Linked DNA regions of Anser cygnoides: region 2 is linked to region 1. The links are chromatin contacts, called in public Hi-C maps. All regions are on one chromosome and are shown on one strand. Each heading gives the region's core, a stretch centred on a gene start, on an enhancer-like site or on the middle of the called end of the contact. The rest is flanking DNA. Distances are from core to core; before and after follow the strand shown.

The links. A called contact is a pair of places that touch in the nucleus more often than the background predicts.
Region 2: a contact with region 1 is called in a Hi-C map of liver, with 3 times the contacts expected there. The contact joins the promoter of SMYD5 here to the promoter of SPR in region 1. A contact is called at or near these places in 4 of 7 Hi-C or Micro-C datasets (fetal liver, granulosa cells and liver).

The regions. Positions count from the first base shown.
Region 1 is chr4:1,718,308-1,721,432 of Taihu_goose_T2T_genome, forward strand. SPR (sepiapterin reductase) reads left to right here and starts at 1,360. Exons shown (of 3, transcript XM_048045642.2): 1 at 1,360-1,802; 2 at 2,535-2,825; 3 at 2,939-3,125. The coding sequence starts at 1,451.
Region 2 is chr4:1,903,576-1,906,527 of Taihu_goose_T2T_genome, forward strand. It overlaps SMYD5 (SMYD family member 5), which reads left to right and starts at 1,330. Exons shown (of 13, transcript XM_048045611.2): 1 at 1,330-1,857; 2 at 2,145-2,253; 3 at 2,923-2,952. The coding sequence starts at 1,768.

The DNA of each region.
Region 1 (3,125 bases), core at 110-2,609:
CCAGCCGCCAGCTAGCTCCTCACCCACTGGGCCCCACTTCCAACAGCCCTCTTGGAAAGCTGGCTGCATCTTCACACACTGAAATATTTATTTACAAAGGGCTTTAGGACTCTCTGGGATCGGGCCACACTTTTGCCACCTAATCCCAGGATCCCAGCGTGGCTGAGGTGGGCAGGGCCCCCCCGTGTACCCCCCAGGGACACGTCCCGGCGGCTGCTGAAGCTCCCCCAGGAGGAGCCCCCCAAGCTCTGGGCAGCCTGTGCCAGGGCTCCGGCACCCGCCCGGCCCAGCAGTGCTGCCTGAGGGGCAGGGGGAGCCGCCGGGGCTCCGCGCTGGGCCCGCGGCCTCTGGGCCTGGCCCTGGGCACCGCTGAGCAGAGCCTGGCTCCGGCCTCTCCGCACCTCCCTGCGGGGCTCGGCGGACACGGACGGGATCCCCCTGCCCTCCTCGTCCCCAGGCCGAGCAGCCCCAGCTCCCTCGGCCTCTCCTCACAGCAGAGGTGCCCCAGGCCCTGCGGCAGCTCAGGGGGTGATGCTGGGCTCATCCCAGTGTGCCCAGGGCTCTCTGGCAGAGCCAACACTGGGTTTGCAAAGAACCAACCCCTCTTAATGGCACACTGGTGAACAGCAAGCACAAAGGGGTACAGAGGCCAAGAGGCCAGCAGCGCATGGAGCGGCAGCGCTGGGTATGGAAGGTCTGGATCAGGGTAACAGGCACAACAGCTGCACTGGAAAATAAAAAATAAAATGTTATAGGGAAAAAAAAATCAAATGGGGGCAAAAAAAAAAGCTGTATCAGTAAAAAAAAAAACCAACAAGTAAATATTGGGAAGAAAAAGTATATCAGGGGAAAAAATAATTGGGGAAAAAAAAAACTATGTCGGGAAAAAAACATGATATCGGGCAAAAAATATATAAATATATCGGAAAAAAAAGATATCGAGGAAAAATAAAATTATGTAGGGGGAAAAATTTGATATTGGGCGAAAAAAGACTACATTTGTGGGAAATAATTATATCGGGGAAAATAATTATATCGGGGGAAAAATAAATATATCAGGAAAAAAAATGATATCGGGAAAAAAATATATCGGGAAAAAATATATATCGTGGGAAAAAAATATATCGTGGGGGAAAAAAAAAAAAAACAACTGTTATGGGGCCAAAACCCCGATTTGGGGCCAAAACGCGCTGGAGAAGCCCCGCGGGGCGGGGGCGCGGCGGGAGTAGAGCCGAGCCCTGGCCCCGCCCACCGGGCCGCGGGCGGGGGCGGCGGCAGCCAATGGGAGCTGGCGCGGGCGGAGCGGCCGTTGAGGGGGCGGCGGGGGGGCATGAATGGGGCGCGTGACGTCACGGGGGCATGAATGGGGCGCGTGACGTCGCGGGGGCATGAATGGGGCGCGTGACGTCGCGGGGGCGCTAAGCCACGCCCCCCGCCGTGGCGCGCCGCGATGGAGCCGGGGCCGGGAGCGGGGCCGGGAGCGGGGCCGGGAGCGGGGCCGCAGCGCTGGCCCCCGGCCTCCTGCGTGCTGACGGGCGCCTCGCGGGGCTTCGGGCGCAGCCTGGCGCGGCTGCTGGCCCCGCGGCTGGGCCGGGGCTCGCTGCTGGTGCTGCTGGCCCGCTCCGAGGCGCCGCTGGCCCAGCTGGCGGCCGAGCTGCGGGGCTCCGCCGCCCCCGGGCTGCGGGTGGAGTGCGTGGCCGCCGAGCTGAGCTCCCGGCAGGGGCTGCGGAAGGCGGAGGAGGCCCTGCGGGAGCTGCTGCCTTCGGCGCCGCCCGGCCCCCTGCTCGTCGTCAACAACGCCGGTAACTCCCGGGCTCGGGGTCCCTGACGGAGAGGGTGGGCGCGGGGGGATTGCCGGGGGCTCGTTGTGAACGGGGCCGGGGAGCTCGGGCAGCAGCGCCGGGACCGCTTCTTGCTGGGATGTGGCGCAGGAGCTCCGTGCTCTGCTGCTGCCGAGGCTCCTGCAGCCACTCCACCCCCCCTCCTGCAGCCCCCTGCCTTCCTCCGGCCTCGCTCCCCGAGCTCTGTCCTCCAGAAAATCTTCTGGCCCTGCCTTGTGTGCAGTTTTTTTTGGCTTTAGGGCCAAAGTCTGCTGGCCTTAGGCCCCCTTTTTCCCCATTACTGCTGTGATAAGGCCAACCGTTCCAGTAGGTAACGGCACTGCAGGAGCAGGGCCTCAGGTCTTCCCCTGACTTGGTTCAGGAAGATCAAACGGGCGCAGAGCGTGTGGTGCCCCGTGGGACATTGCGCTTGAGGCCGAAGGTTGGGAGCTGCTTGTTCAGGCAGGGCAGGTCCTTGCCCCGTGGTGCTGCCTGTGGGCACTGCTGGCTCGGGGTGACCCAAAACCCTGAGCAGAGCCGTGCCGAGCTCCTCGCTCTGCCAGGAGATCCTGATCTAGGCAGGAGAGCTTGGACCAGCAAAGCTGCCTGGTGCTTGTCCGTGTTGGGGGGTTGCTTGTGGAAATGTGGGTGCAAATACGGACATTGTTTGACCCGTATTTAACTACTCCAGCCTCACTTGTCCTTTGTTCCAAGGCTCCCTGGGAGACGTCTCCAAATCCTTCCTTGACCTCACCGACCCGGATGAAATCAACACCTACTTCGCCTTCAACATCACCTCGGCGCTTTGCATCACCACCGCCGCCCTGCAGGCCTTTGGGAAGCGCCCCGGCTCGAGCAGGACGGTGGTGAACATCTCCTCCCTCTGCGCCCTGAAGCCCTTCAAGAACTGGGCGCTGTACTGCAGCGGGAAGGCTGCCCGGGACATGATGTTCCAGGTGCTGGCGCTGGAGGAGCCCGACGTCCGCGTGCTCAACTACGCCCCGGGTGAGCAGGGGGGCTCATTAATTGCTGCTGGCTTTATAAGAGGAGATATTCCTCCAGGTGCAGAAGGAGAACGGGCACCAGAGTTTGTGATTTCTTCTGCTTTATTTCCCCAGGTCCTCTGGACACGGACATGCAGCTCTTGGCCCGCACGGAGACCGGAGACCCCGAGATGCGGCGGCATTTCCAGAGCCTGCAGGAGAGCGGGCAGCTCATAGACTGCTCCGTGTCGGCCCAGAAGCTCCTGAAGCTCCTGGAGGAGGACGCCTTCAGCTCCGGCGCCCACGTGGACTTCTACGACGT
Region 2 (2,952 bases), core at 80-2,579, 190 kb after region 1:
GTGCCTCCTCCTGACCCACAACACTGCATATCACTTTACTCTTGTATTGTTATTTATAGAAATAAGTTTTTTTTTTTTCTTGGTAAGTGTTATTTATTTGATTTGTTTCTTAATAAAAATAGCGTATTTTAAAAAAGAAATGGGACTGGGTGGGGATGGCAGGGTTTGGCATCACCTTGGTTTCTAGGTGGGCAGCGATGCCTTGGTGGCTTCTTGCCCCACAGCTGCCGAGGATGGGCTGTCCATCCTTTTTGTTGTGCTTGGTTTTCTGTGTTTCCCGGGAAACTGATTTAAAAAAAAAATAAAAAATGGAAACCTCCTAATAAGACTCCTGTTGTCAAAAAGTAACGGCCGCTTTCAAACAGCAGAAGACATCAAAATGTGCTTTCCTCTGACCCATTCTCATTCCTGACATGCCAATACAAACACAAGCACTTCCCCCTCACACACTTGTGTGTTTGCTGGTAAACCTGCGCACTGACCTCGGCTTGAATACTTGGAGTTGAGCAAGGGCAGCTTTTAAACTGATGAGCTGAAATTTAACCTGTGAGTAAGTGTCAGAAAGCAGGGGGGAAACATTTCCAACCACTTGAATTTTAATGTGAAATTTATTCAAACAAAAAAAGCACATGTGTTTCCATCCCACCCCCCCCCCCTTTTTTTTTAATGGAAATTGATAGCCCATGTTAAGGTTGAAAGTAGATATTTTTTGTCCAATTCCTGCAGAATTGGGACTGCATTTATAGTAAGAAATGCCACATTGGGTTAGCATGGGCAGAAGGGTTGGGTCATGGCTCAAGCTGGTACTCCTACATTATGACTTCCCACTGAAACCTTACAGAAAGAGGACACATAGCGCTATTATTACATTAATGGCTACTCTTGCTGCTGTTAGCGTGAGTATGCTATTAAAATAGTAGTCAAAAGGTAGCATTTATTCACCTGTGCACGCGTCCTTGTCTGCAGGACTGCGGGCATGGCTTTGCAGAGCAGCGCTCCCAACAGGGGCTCGCAGGAAAAAAAAAAAGCTAAAAGGATTTTAACCACTTGGAGGAGAACCACAAGCCGACAGTGACACCTAGTGACACCGAAAAAAAACCCAAAGCTCCCCAAAGTAAACCATCCCACGTTCCCAAAGCCGCGATCAAGGAGCGGGGCTGAGTGCAAGCGGGCTCTGGCAGCGCCGGCATGAATTAAAGTATGATTAAATACAACTAAACTCTCTGTTTTCATGGATTTTAGGCGTTTGCAGACGGCCAAGCAACGGAAAGCAAGGGCGCATGTTAACGTGTGCAAATTTTGTGTTTATTTTGCAGAAGGCTGGGCCAGTTTTGAGGGCAGCTGGACACGTCTCCTCACACCGTGAGGGGCACAGCGCCTTCTCGCCTGAGAGGGGCTGTCCTTCCCCGTCAAGGTGGTTAAAATAAAACAGTAATTTATAGTGGAGAGCCAGTCGTGCTCCCGGCTGCCAGTGGAGGCTCCCCGGCCCCGTTTGGAGGATTTTTTGAGGTGTTTTTTTTTGTTTTTGGAGGGGACCGGGGTGGCGGCGAGGTGAGGGGAGGGCTAAGATGGCGGCTGGCCCCCGCCCGCCCTCCGGCCGCGGGGCTGAAGGGGTAAGGGCGGCCGCGGCCCCGGGCCGGTGAGGAGAAGGAAAAAGAGGAGGAGAAGGAGGAAGAGGAGGAGGAGAAAGAGAAAGAGGAGGAGGAGGAGGAGGAGGAAGCGCTTCCCGCCCCCAGCGGGTCAGAGCGGGGAAGTCGCCGCCCGAAGATGGCCGCCGCGGCGGGGGACGTGTGCGGCTCGGCGGCGGGAGCCCAGCCCGGGGCCGCGGCCGAGGCTCGGTTCATCAGCAGCGCCAAGGTGAGCCCGGCCCGAGGGGCGTCCTGCCCTCCCGCTGTCCCTCAGCTCTCCTCCTTCCTTCCCTTGGCCCCGCGGTGCCACCACAGCCCTGATGGATCCCAGCGGATCCAGTTGGGAGAGGGGGGAGAAGCCTCGGCGCTGCCTCGGTGGGGTCGCACCTCGCCTCGCCTCAGCCAGCGCCGTGCCCGGGCGGGCTCGGTTTTGGGGTGAAAACCTCCCCGGTGGGGTTCGGTTTGGGGTGCGTGGCCCCTTCCCGGCTCCCCTGAACCACGTTTCATCCCTCGCAGGGGAAAGGCTTGTTCGCCACCAGGAGCATCCGCAAAGGGGAGACCGTCTTCGTGGAGCGGCCGGTGGTGGCCTCCCAGTTCCTCTGGAACGCCCTGTACAACTACCGAGGTGAGGCGATGGCAGCCGCCGGCTTCATCGACAACTTGCCTTTTTTTTTTTTTCTTTTTTTCCCCAAAGGAAGGGGTTTTGGGTTGGTTTCGGCACCGCCAGGCGTGCGGCACTGCTGGCGTTTTGCTTTGCGCTGAGCTGTCGACAAGCTGAAGGAGCAGGCACGGTTTGAGGGGATAAACACCCAGCCATCGAGCTGGAAAAAAGCACCATGTGCCACTGGGAGGGTGGAGACCCCGATTTTTGGGTGGTTTGGGTGCCAATCCCGATTATCCCAGCACAGGGTACAGCCCACAAGGATGCCAGTGTTCTCTGGAGGTGTGAAAATGCAGAGCGCTGGTAGGAAGAGCAAGGATTTAAACTTTTTTTTAGTGTTTGTGGCTTAAACTGCTCTGCTGGGCTGGTGCTTTTGGGTCTAGGGCAGAAGGAGAAGATGTGGTGTGACTTGGAGAAAAGAAATGCAAAAGTGGGGTTTGGACACAAGCCGAGCCATGCCCTGCGTAGACCCTGCTGTTGGCTGAGCTGTACCAGAGATCAGCAAAATGGGGATGCTTGTCACGTGTATCATAAGTCCCTTAAACACCGGGCTGTGAGCATGCTTGTCTTGTGTATCATATGGCCCTTAAACACACGTCTCACTGGGTGTCTGGTTGTGTTTTCTCCCCACAGCCTGCGATCACTGCCTGCGGGCTTTGGAGA